2 separate regions of the Mus musculus genome follow, and region 2 is linked to region 1. Evidence: chromatin contacts called from public Micro-C data. All regions are on one chromosome and are shown on one strand. The core of a region is the stretch at or near the end of the contact, and the rest is flanking DNA. Distances in the headings are between cores, read along the strand shown.

Region 1 (3,434 bases), core at 443-2,942:
ATACCCTCAAAATTCTCAAAAACATTTTTACAGTTTACAAAGAACGCCCATAGACTTGACCTCATGTAATCCCTGAAGCTAGCCTATGAAGAACATTCTCTCCCGGAGAAAGAAACTGAAGCACAGATATCTAATTTACCCAGGATCCCATAGCATCAGGACCGAATGAACTCTGACCCCATGGTTTACACGTTTCTATTACACGACTTTTCTTACATATCAACCTGTATTCTGCATATATCATGTTCATTTTTTGAAAGAATAAGTGGGGTCCAAAACTGGATAAAACTTTTTGGACTATAGCTTCATAAATTAAAATATTGAAAAGTTTGATCTTTGGGTGTCAGGTGGGGTACACCTACATAGAAACTTTGTCAAAGAATATATAAATGTAGAAGTAAAAAGCATTATCATAAATCTAAATAATAATATATAATAAAATCAGGAAAGAGTTCTCCTGCCTGGAAATGTCAGACTCTGAGATTTAAGTATAAATTATAAGATGTAGTCAAGAGGTGCATGGCACATGGCGCTGGGGTCACTGCATTCCAAGAAACCGTTGCAAGGAAAATCATTAGAAAAGGTGTAATTTTACTCTGGCCAGTAGGTTGCATCCAAAAACAAGTTGAGACCTTGCAGCTGGACGGCAGCAGTTTATTTGCTACCATGCATGGCGAACACCCATGAACTGGGGGTTGTAAGGTGAACAGTCTCTGCATTGGAAAGCCGCAATTAAAAGACCAATATTGCTTACACAAGGACTATCTAGAAAGCACATAGACGCTGTACTCTTGGCTTGAGGATTCTGAAGACCCCTGGGAACTCCACTTCACTGCAAACAAAGGACCCACCATGCATTAGGTCTTCCCCTGCAAAATGGGACAAGTCACTACCAGCAAACAAAGAACACCTCACCCCTTAGCCTCCCCCACTGACAAGGTCGGTGCAAAAGGAGGCAAACCAGAAGAGTCAAAAATGCACCAAGGCCTCCCTTTAGAGGAACGGTCCTGACCCGCACAGTGGGAGGAGGGGCAGACAAAGGTCTCGGGCACTCCGGAGACTTCCTCCGGGCCCAGCCTGGGGAAAACCGAGCATCCCCTGAGGCGAAGGCGTCGTCGAGCCAATGAAGCCGCCTCTCTCGGCCTCCGCTGAGCCCCTGGCAGTGAGGCCCGCCCCGGCGGACCGGTCTGGCCCCCGCCCCGCCCCGGCTCCATGGCAACGGCAGGCCGAGGCCTGGCTGCCCACGGCTCGGCCCGGCCGGCTTCCCGGGCAGGCCTAGGATGCCCGGCCTGCTCCTCGGGCTCGCCAGCTCCTCCTTCCCACTCTCTGCCAGGCCGCTAGCCGGACTCGGGACCCCTCCTCGCGCCGACCACCCCCGACCGTGTCAGGCTGCTTCAAGGGGCGCGAAAGGGTAGAATAAAAAGCCCAATTCACCTGTTGTTACAGATGTGAAACAAGCCTCGGTGCACGGCGCATGAGCCGCGGGCCCCCCCAACTACGGCCGGACTACAACTCCCACCAGCGACGGCGCGGTCTCTTCCGGGTCCCGAGGCGGAAGTCCCACCTGCGGCCCCGGCTCTGTTCGGCCTGGCTCTCTGTGCGGGCTGCCGCTGCCTTGGGGCTCGCGATGGGTTCGGCTGCCTAGGTTGTCTCTAGTGTTCCTCAGCCCACAGCGCGAGACAGTCAGTCTGCGCCTGCACCCGGGCACTGGCTGGAGGGAGCGCGGCTGTAGCCCCAGACACAGGCGGGACTTCCGGCGGAGCGGCCGGGGACGCGCGTGGCCTGTGCCGTGGGAGCCGGCGAGAGCCGGCGGGAGCTGGGGACGGGTGACCATCTCAGGCTCATCTCTCCATCCCCAGCCGCAGCTCTGTGTCCGTCGCGCCTTTTCTCTCCTGCGTCTCCCCTTGGTCTTCTGCACTTTTAGGGAGGTGAGCGATTTTGCCTCACAGAGACATAAACCAGGCAAAGGACAGGGTAGCGCTTGCTGCTGGCTTCGGGGGGTTGTGGTGAGGGACGACTGCGAGTCTAGGCCACATCGACACTCAGGAGCGAGGGGAGGGGGTTTGCCTGTTTGTCCTCTGAACAGAGTGAAGCATGGGTTCAATGAAATCCGCCGTCGATAAAGGAAACTCAGTGGCGTTGGGCAGTAGTTCACAGCTGGGAAGACAATATTTGAGGATGTGCCCTTTCGTGATATTTGGAGAACTAATACAATAGCTCGTAATTTAAAACAGACGAAGAAAATTCTATGTGCATGTGTGTGGTACCAAGTGACATGGCATCAGATCCTTGGAAGCTGGAGTTACAGGCTGTTGTCGGCCAGCTGTTATCTTAGGTTTTTTATTGCTGAGGTAAAAATACCACTTCTCACCTTATAGGTGACAACCTGCCACTGAGTAATGTCATATCAGGAATGGAAACAAAAGACATGGAGGAACCCTTGCTTACTGCCTCATGGCTGATACAACAGCCCCAGAATTTACTATCTCCCCAGGGGAGGCACCCTCCCAAAACCTCCACCCTGCCTAAAAGCCAGATTGGTGGGGGCAGTTTCTCAATTGTGGTTCTCTCTACCCAAATGACTATAGCTTGTGTCAAATCAACCAAAACACACACAACAACAAAACTACTAATCAGGCAAGTGTTCATAACCACTGAACCATATCTCCAGTCCGTTTTCCTATGCTATTTTTTGTGCAGCCATTTAAATGTATTGTTAGCTGTGTGCCACAGCACAGGTGACTTCAGCTGGTCCGAAGCTGGAGCAAGACAACTGGGAATTAGAAGCCAACCAGGATTGCATAGCAAGAAATGCTTCTAAACCTAGCATTCTGGAGACAGAGACATGCAGATCTCTGATCTGAAGAGTTCCAGGCCAGTCAGCGCAACATAGACCCTGTTTCAAATGAAGACGGAAAGAAAAGGAAGGAAGGAAAGTATACTAGTTGCTATTTTCCTGCTAGATTGCACAGAAGGCTAGGAGAAATGAAGGAGGTGAAACAAAGAATTGCTTCTTGAAAACAAAACATAGAAATCCCTGCAGTGCCCAACATGTTTGGTACATACTTGGAATCCCTATAGAAACAGGATCTTCAAGGCAAGCTTCATATAGACCAGTTTGAGTTATCCAAGACTGGATCTCGAACAGGCAAACAAATCCTTGTGCTGGTAATTTGAGAGACTGCTATTTATAGGCAGGTATGTAGACAATATGACCCTAGCCTCAGGAAGCCTAGTATCCTAGTAGAAAAGAGGAAAAGGGGGAGCCAAAGGAAAGAGATAAATACTAGAAAGGTGTGACGTGCTAGGGACACAAGAGAAGGCTTGCCCACTGCTGAGTGCTAAGAGTGTTGGTCGAGAAGTATGTCCTGAGACTACAATGGCTCACTATGGCCAACAGATTAAATAAATGTGTAGGCTTTTACAGAAAATAG
Region 2 (3,434 bases), core at 590-3,089, 190 kb before region 1:
AATCACCAAGGCCCACCCCAATACTGGTAACAACTCACAAATTGGGAAAACTGGGGCACACTGCATAGCCTGCAGGCCACTCAATGGGTTGAGTAAGTAAGGCTGGTCTAAACCTCTTCCAGGCGGCTTGGCTGGTCTCTGCTTCTCTCAGGCAGCTGGTCTGGTCTTAAGAGTCTGCAACTTTTGCTCTTCTGAGAATCTTCTTTACTGCGTAGGTCTTCTTTTCTGAGAGGGACGCTGAACTCTGGCAGGAAGTAGCCTAGTAAAACTAGATGGTTTCAGGGCCTTCCTGCTTAATGGAAAGTTCCAATCTTGGAGGAAACTGTTACACAATATCGATACAGAAAGGTTTAGAAGTCTTCCACAGGTTTACATAATTTGTTTAGCCATGCTGAGACTTCATCGGGAATATGGTATTTTACCTTTGGCATCCTATTAGTAACTTTATTGAGAGTGACTATTATCTAATTTTCATAAACGAGGAAACTGAGGCTTACCTTTCCTAAGGCTACAAAAGCACAGCTGTACTTCCTAACCAAGTTCTCCTGGTAACCCCTATATGCCTGAGTTTACAATCCTAGCACCTGGCTACTGAAGTTAAAGCCCCACTAGCCAAACATTGTCTTGTTGACACTGTGGTGTTACTAAACTTGCCTGTTAACATAATGAGAATGAGGAGTGCTGGAGAGAAAATTAAACTATTAAAGATAAGGCTCATAACTAAAACTACAAAGGGCACTGAGGATATATTAACCATGTAGGGCTCTTGTGATGATTAAGATATGTGGATCATGGAATAAGCATAAAGGAGTTGGGTATCACTATTTCTTCTGGACCAGTACTATGCACAGGCAATATAATGTGACCGTAGTGACACTCTAGAGGAGGGGGGCGGGGAGAGGAGAGTAGGAGGAGGTAATTTTAGCTGTGTATGGCGGCTCAAATTTGTAATCTCAACACTCAGGAGGCTGAGGCTGAGGGATTGCCATCACTCTGAGGGAGGTGGGTGATGCAAAGTGAATTTCAGGCCAGCCTGCGCTATGGTGGGAGGCACTGTGCAAAAAACCCAAAACAGAACAAAGGTGATCTTTAAGTTTTCAAGTAACTACGTTGAAAAAAGAAAAAAACTAAAAGAAACATGAAATTATTTAAGTTACTAAATACACTCCCAATTATATAATCAGTTTTTTCTTGTTTGTTTGTTTGTTTTTCGAGACAGGGTTTCTCTGTAGAGCCCTGGCTGTCCTGGACCTTACTTTGTAGACCAGGCTGGCCTCGAACTCAGAAATCCGCCTGCCTCTGCCTCCCGAGTGCTGGGATTAAAGGCGTGCGCCACCACGCCCGGCCCCATATAATCAGTTTTGCATTCAACAATGTTCCTTCTCAACTTGGTCCAGCCACGTTTCAGGCAGCTACTATGAGCTGCGCCCTCAGCTCCCAGTCAGTTCCTCGCGGTTAGCAGTGAACCCAAGGCCCCGCCCCCGCCCCTCCCAGATTACATCATAGAGCCCACCAGTCAGGGCCGGCGGGGCCCACTCAGGCCCACCCGTACGCAGGCGCGTGCGCCTGACACTAGCATCCTTTCTGCTGGAAAAGGAAGCGGCGGCCCTCTCAGAACGGCGGAGGCGGCCTGAGCCTCGCCATTCGCTGAGGCATCCGCGGGCGGGAGGCCGCAGTCTAGACCCCCGACGCGCGCCGCGCCAACGGTCCGCCACTCGTGCTGCTTCCACGGAGAGGGCGAGGAGTAGGGGCCGGCGTGGATTGGTTCGCGGCGCCTCGGCCCGCCCTTCGGTGGCGCCCATTGGCTGGGGCGGCACCCGCTGACGGCGAGCACGCTCCGCCTTCGTGCCGGCCTTCAAGAGGGCGACGAGGAAGCGGCCACCTCCCTGTGCCCCGCCCCTCCGGCTAGGTCTGTGGCTTCTGCGGCTCCTCCCGGCTGCTCCCGGCTCCTCTCTGCCCTCTCCCGGCTTCCTGCGGCTCCGGCTTGGGCTCGGCGGCGGCGGCGGGTAGGTGCGGCTGTGATTGAGATCGGAGGGTCGGCCTCCTCACTAACCTCCACGACTCCCGCCCAGGTTCTCGCGGTGGCCGCCGGGGACCCCGCAGGTCCCTCCCGAGGCGGGGAAGGGCGGTGGCTGTCCGCCTACGGGACGCCGGGGTGGTTGAGAGAGGGGGCCTGGTGGGGGGCCTGCGGGCGTGACCTTCGGAGTTTCTGAGACGCCTTCTGAGGGGACCGTAGGGGGCGAGGCGGGCGGAGAGATTTTGTATCAGGGCTTCGGAGGTTGTGGAGCCGAGGGGCTTGCCTCAGGCTGGGCATGTGCTGAGCCGGGACACTGAGGGTCGACTGCAGCCTGGGCCCTTGGGTGGGGTTCGGGATGCAGAAGGACGCCGGGGTCGTTTCTCCAGGCTTCAGGAGGGGCGTCCGTGTATGTGGGGACTGAGGCGAGCTCTGCGTGTCCCTTCTGGGGGTTATGGGTGGGGCCGAGGGGTGGTCTGGAGAATCCAACTCGAGCCCTTGTGTGCGTGGGTCCCGCACACTTTGGGGACTGACGCGCATCTAGTGTCTGGCTTCGGGAATGCAAAAGGGGTCACGTTAAGGGTGCGGAGTCCGGAAACAGGGACCAGGGCTAGCAGCGGCTGTCGGAAACGTTACTCGGAGCAGAGATTGTGGTTTATTTTAGCACCCGGGACGAGCTCTTTTGGACTGTTACTGTCGGAACTCAACTTTACTTGAGATTGCCTCCTGGGCGTTTTGGGGAGGGTTTGCTTATCTCTTGGATTGTGTAGATTAAATGCATTTGGTCTTTAGGGGAAGAGGCTGATTTCCCCACAGGTTTGTGTTTTAGGAATCCAGAACTCGCCCCCTCCTGGAGCGGAGTTGTAGCCTGTACTTCTCAGGCAAGATTAGTGTTACCCAGCCTTTTGCTGGAATCCCCCTTTCTCCTTGCCCTCCGCTGGTCCAGTTACAGAATTTCTCCCCAGGGCCTCTGCAGTGTTTCTTGCTCCCTGCGAGTGTCTCCCGCCCGTTTTCCTACTGCTGCGCTTTTGGCAACTGCCTCTGCTCTTTCCCAGGGATGGTTGTGGCATTGCATCAGGGGATATTTGTGCTTGTAATTTGCTCACTCAGCCCAGGAGGAGGGAGAATAGTATGGTGTAGAGTTGGGGGGTGGGGGTGGGAGGGTGACAAACGGGAGGGGGGCGGTTGCCGGCAGCTTGGCTGGGTAGGCAGAGCGATGGGTGTGGTAAGGGAAATACAGCTGCTCTAGGCCTATAGGGTAACACTGCCCAGTCATCAGCGCAGAGATTCAAAGACCAGCAGCAGCAGCTATTTTTATAAATCAATCCTGAATCCAAGCTGAGCACATGGATTTAGGGTGAACAGTTGTCATGCCCTGACTATGACAGGCTGAGTGTTTTGTAGACAACACTGCAGTTGC

Evidence for each region. A called contact is a pair of places that touch in the nucleus more often than the background predicts.
Region 2: a contact with region 1 is called in a Micro-C map of embryonic stem cells, with 11 times the contacts expected there. The contact joins the promoter of Map4 here to the promoter of Dhx30 in region 1. A contact is called at or near these places in 1 of 39 promoter capture datasets (neural stem cells), 2 of 15 datasets of contacts at CTCF or cohesin (the NIH/3T3 cell line and embryonic stem cells), 11 of 484 Hi-C or Micro-C datasets (the N1E-115 cell line, cerebral cortex, embryonic stem cells and 5 more), 14 of 115 datasets of contacts at active chromatin or transcription factors (the SCID.adh cell line, bone marrow-derived macrophages, craniofacial prominence and 9 more) and 5 of 9 other capture datasets (adipose tissue, embryonic stem cells, liver and 2 more).

What each region holds. Positions count from the first base shown.
Region 1 is chr9:110,115,924-110,119,357 of GRCm38.p6, forward strand. It overlaps Dhx30 (DEAH (Asp-Glu-Ala-His) box polypeptide 30), which reads right to left and starts at 1,693. Exons shown (of 23, transcript NM_001252682.1): 1 at 1,435-1,693. It also overlaps Gm10615.
Region 2 is chr9:109,929,935-109,933,368 of GRCm38.p6, forward strand. Map4 (microtubule-associated protein 4) reads left to right here and starts at 1,840. Exons shown (of 19, transcript NM_001205330.1): 1 at 1,840-2,006.